Regions from separate parts of the Gossypium hirsutum genome. Here region 2 is linked to region 1. Evidence: chromatin contacts called from public Hi-C data. All regions are on one chromosome and are shown on one strand. The core of a region is the stretch at or near the end of the contact, and the rest is flanking DNA. Distances in the headings are between cores, read along the strand shown.

Evidence for each region. Hi-C and Micro-C count contacts between places; a contact is called where the count stands out from the background.
Region 2: a contact with region 1 is called in a Hi-C map of leaf, with 2.1 times the contacts expected there. The contact joins the promoter of LOC107897925 here to the enhancer-like site in region 1. A contact is called at or near these places in 3 of 34 Hi-C or Micro-C datasets (hypocotyl and leaf).

What each region holds. Positions count from the first base shown.
Region 1 is chrD08:24,838,304-24,841,003 of Gossypium_hirsutum_v2.1, reverse strand. No RefSeq gene overlaps it. Among protein-coding and RNA genes, the nearest start is that of LOC107896207, 4.3 kb to the left of the region's middle. Within about 2 kb of position 1,428, at least 6 of the 9 cell types and tissues checked have an H3K27ac peak or open chromatin away from gene starts, as enhancers often do. A contact at or near this core is called in hypocotyl and leaf, where this site is marked.
Region 2 is chrD08:24,874,034-24,876,748 of Gossypium_hirsutum_v2.1, reverse strand. It overlaps LOC107897925, which reads left to right and starts at 1,280. Exons shown (of 1, transcript XM_016823532.2): 1 at 1,280-2,715. The coding sequence starts at 1,369. The coding sequence ends at 1,995.

The DNA of each region.
Region 1 (2,700 bases), core at 179-2,678:
TTGCGTGGAATTTATGTGGATGCTATTTGATGTGGATACAATCAATTTTCCGTTAAGGAGAAAATGTAGTGATAATTTTGAGCAAATTCATTAACCACGATTATTAAAATAATAAATAAAATTAGAGTGATCTAAATAAAAATAATTCCATTTTAGAGGGATTAGCTAAGTAATTTACTTTATTTTTAAATAATTAGTAGCAATAAGTAGATTTTTTATTAATAATATAAAATATATCAAAATATTATGTTTTCTTAATTATTCATCAAAAAATAATAAAAGGAACCATGTTTCTTCATTCTGACACTGAATAAGTGATTATCATTTGTGGAGGCGATTTGCACTTTTTTTTTGCTAACAGGTAATTTTGTCTCATTAAGATAGTAAAATAATCCTTGAGCACGTAGCAAGGTCGTGTCCCTTCTACCCCTTCCTCGACCCATGATCAATGTGACTGGAAACTAAAAAACTGAGTTGAGATACCCTTTAAAGTTGGCGATTCAGAGTCAGATTCTAGAAATATTACTTCTTTCATTATATTTTGGAAAAAAACTGCAAAATCTACTATTTTGATAACTTTTTTATTTTTGTATTATTTTAAGAAAGCAACAATTAAGAAAAGAAAAAAAAAAGGAAAATGATGAAGAATAACATTACAAAATCAGTGTTGTTTGAGTTAGATTGGATCAATTGGTCGGATAGGTTGGATCAAGATACCATTTTAGAAAGTAGTTTTAAATCAGTTACATCGAGAATTAGGGGCGTGGCTTGGGGTTGCAGGCTCCCGCCCCCTTAAAATAGAAAAACTTCTATTTAAACCCTTTAAAATTTATAAAAGTTTAAATTAATAAAGATAAATTTACACTTTGACCCCCTAAAAATTATAAAGTTATAGATATTAAAATGATTAAATTATATTTTTATTATTGTAAAAATATATAATTTAATTTTACTCCTTTAAAAAATTTTTATGATTTCGCTTTTATTGAGAATCCATACAAACTAATTAAAAAATTGATTAAATCAACTAAAAATCGATTGAATCAATTGTTGAATCGAATTTTTAATTTTTAATAATTTTTTAATTGAATTAGTGAAATCAATAAATTAGTGATACGATGAATTCTACCTCCAATAATTTAAAAAACAATGTAAAGAACGGACAAAAAAAGGAAACCACCTTGGTTTTCTCTTATTTTGGTGGCACCCAGATTACACGAGATGGGTGGACATGGGTCCAGAAAACTGCTTCAAGTTTGAAATCGCGAAAGGGGAAAGGGGAAAGGGAGGGGCAACCCACATCCCCACTTGAATCCACAAAACTGTAAAAATAAATTGTTTTATAGCTGTGAGAAGCATATGGGACCTGTATTAATTATGATATCAACCTTTACATCCCTGGGATTTCATTATCTTATTACCTGTCAGATTCTCACCCAAAGCCAAAAAGAGATCAAATTTCCCTGTGATGTAAGCGGCGGGGAATCTAGTCATCATTTCATCATCAGATATCCTAGTTATATCTTGACTCAATAAATGATGCTTTTTGTTTTATACAAATGTAAATCTGATATGCTAACATTTGTAACTGTAGTTTCATAGTTCCAAGGTGGGCTCTCTCATGTCAGTGAAAAACTTTGATGCACTTTCCTTATTTGCCATTATAATTTAGAAGGTCGTGACAAATGACATGCCCCATGTCCATGAACCAACCACGTGGGATGTTTGATGATAATTGTTTGGTCCTTTTGCTTTCTGGATAGGATAAGGATGGATTAATGCAAGTTTTTCTCTTTTGTTTGCTATATAGGTCCTAGTTCTAAGTTCTTACAAAACAAGAAAATGTGTAGACGATGAGTTGGCAAGGAATTCAACTATATTGTTTGTCTCTTTGTGGAGAAACTGGATTTTTAAGGTATCTATCTATATTATTTTCTTTAATATTAATAATCTTCTTATCCTATATAATGGGTTAATTATTAGAAGAAGTGAGCTCAGATGATGTTGAAACCTGCAAAATGATTTTTTTTTAATAGCAATATGAAAAAATAAATGTAGAATTTGTAATTGTTGAAGTTGGAAATAAATTTATGGAATATCATTTCATTAAGAGTAGTTGTATTTGGTTATAATTGCAAAACGAAGAAGATGATATTGCATTGCTTGTCTTGTTAGGCTTCTCTTAGTTTGATTGTATATTTCTTATTGGGATTGCAATTTGATCCTCGGCGGCTAAGCTGATTGCGTATATTAGAATTTTGAGTGTTTGAGCAAAGATCAACTCGCCTTCTCATGAATTATATGGAGGATTGCTACTTTCTTTTTATGGATGATTGGTACAATAATTGTTGTTACTGTTGTTTATCCTTAATTAACATTTAAAATATAGCAAATAAATGATTATTTCTTAATTTAAGTTAGAAAAGTCTGCCACTAATATAGCCAATTAATCGCTTTTTCAGTTTATATTTTGTTCAGCTCTTTTGGGTCCTAACTCTTAAATTTGAAATGTCTTCTGGGATACAAAACCAATTCATTTCTATTAGTTTATGTCACTTACCCAAAAGAATTATGCATGTAAAAACAATCTAATTTTAGTTTAAAGCTTTAGGATTTGGTGTCTTAAATCCTTTTTTTAGATTTATTATGAATTTAAAAATTATATTTTAATAAAATTAAAAAAATCAACGTTTACATAAT
Region 2 (2,715 bases), core at 31-2,530, 36 kb before region 1:
TGGTTGAAGTCTATTATTTCGATAATAAAGTTTTTGAACTCTGCTCTGCCTGTCACTCCTTCCACTTTCTCATTTCTCATTTACTCCCCTCATATATATCGGCAATATTAATTAAGTTTTAATATAATTTTACATATGAATTTTGCCAAAACTATAATTATATGTATATATATTATTAATAAAATTCTTGATTGAATTAGTGTCATTCTCAAACAAATTATTAATTTAGTCAGGAAGTTAGTTAATACTATTTTGTAATTAAAATAATTAATATTATTCGAGAGTATTTTAAAAATTCACTTTAAAAAATCAAATAAAAATAGGAAAATTATATGTATATAGTTAAATTTAAATTCATTTCAATTACATTAATAAAACCTTTAATTTACCACTCAAATAAAATTAGATTTTGATTTTTTATATATTTTAATTTTATTATGCACACTTTATTACCCAATTAGTTTTATATATTAATAATGTATTTGATGGGGTTGATATCACAAATTAACTCGACATCAACTCAAATGATAAACAATTTAATCTAATTTTTTAATTTTAATAACGTAAATATTTCATGTGCTATTATTAATTAATTTTAAATTATACATTTCATTATCTGTGTTATTTTTAAATAGGTATTTATATTTTTATATTTATGATTTCCACATACGCGTGAGATAGAATTTGTAGATGAATATATAAAATAATTTATAAATTTTTAGAAAATGTTTGGGGAAAATGAACGTGAGTTAATTTACACGCGTTTTACCAAATAAAATAGTGAAATAGTTGCATACACTATTTTGATGCTTAAATTCATATTTTTTTAAATTTCAAATCCTAATCAAAATGTTAACTTATGATATATATTTATTCATTAAAATAATATATATTTTTATAACGCATATTTCTACCCATAACTCATAATTTATATGTTAGGAAAAAATGTTTAAGCTAAACTCTATCTGCATGATCTCTCTTAAATCTAAATTTACTATCAGATATATAATTATTATTTAAAAATATTATATACCTTTAGCAACCATAGCGTATTTACTAGAAACAAATTGGTTTTTTAAAAGGAAAAGTCATGAATGGGAAAATGAGAGGAAGAAAATGACGTGTGAGCCACAAAGAATAGTAATAATAACGAAAGAGCAATGAAAATAAATAAAGAAAAGTTTAGGGGCAGAAGCTCAAAAGCCAAGAATTTAGAATCCCAAGTTTGAAAATTATCGTCATATTCCCAACCCACCCTATAAATACATGGCTCGAATGAAGCTAGGTTTGCCCAACTAAACAGCCAAACTCTACATTTTAGAAATTCAAATAACACCTCTATTCTTTTCTGTAACAGCTTAATAAAAAATGGCGGCTTCTTCTAGAAGGTCTAGTGGTCCGGTTCTCCGATCTCATTCCCCATCTTCCCGGTTTACTTCTTTCTACGCTTCACAGTCACACTCTCCATCTTCTTCTTCCTCCTCCGCTTTCGCCTATTCCAGTTCAGGTTTCTCTTCACGTTCAACTTTCTTCAATCAACCCAGATCTACTTCTCCACCACGTATTAACCTGCACAGAAACTCTTCATCAGCGTCATCTGTGCGGTTCTCGCTCGACAACCGTCCGATCTCACCGAACCGTTCAATCACCACCGTCCGGAGAACCACTGAGGCGTTGAAGAATTTACAGAGCAAACAGACGAAGCGGACTTGCATGTGTTCACCTACAACGCATCCGGGATCGTTCCGTTGCAGTCTTCATAAGAGCTTCAATACTTCGCACGCCGGGACAGGTTACGCGCCGAGTAATCGGCTTAACGCGCGTAGATCTGCGATGACGAACTCGCTCGTGAGAATCGGTGGTGTCGAAGGAGATCTGGTTAGGAGAGCTTTGTCGGCTTTGATTAGACCTTCCTCTCACCAGCAGCGTCGCCGTGAAGCTTTCCATCCTAGGCCTAGCCGGCTATCCGTGATGTCAAAAGCCGAAAACTTATGAAGGTTTCGTATGCGGTATGTGTAATCTTTTAACGCTTTTAGGTCGTCTCCGAGATTTTCCGGTGATCTGAGATCGAGCTTCGGATTAACGCCGCGGTCGGTGGCTGTGAAGTCAAATTCCGGCGACGATGTTGGAGATTTTAGACAGGATTCGGACGGATTTGAGCTAGTATTGTCCCGGTTCGAGGAAGTAATTATCATATAGTTTGTTGGTGTAAATACACTCATATTGCAGCCAATGGCAAATTTGAGGAGCTTTTGGACTTAAAACGAACTTTTAAAATCTCTCCAAAAATCACTAATCTAATCCAATCTAATCAAATTAACTCTTATTCAAAAATCCCATTCCAGATCTCCACATTGATTCGTTATAATTTTTGTTTCTTCCGTTGGATTAGCTCTGCAAACACCGTTCCATTCGATTGCAGTTCCTTATCTATTTCGTCATAGATTTTTTCCTGTTTTCCATTCCAGCAGTTTCTTCCGTTTGTTTTATTTTCTTCCTGCCGTTCAACGTTTTCAAATATTTCCAGTAATTTATTTTTAAAAAATTCCGGTTCCTTTATTTATTATTTTCTTTAAGTCTAATTTGATTTTAATATCCTTCACTTGTTTATGATGCAGGTATCGGAATTGGACAAAATGGTTGGCGGTATTTATTTGTTTATACTGGTTAATTTGACGGAATTTTAGGCCTGGAAGTAGAAGATAACCCCCTTGA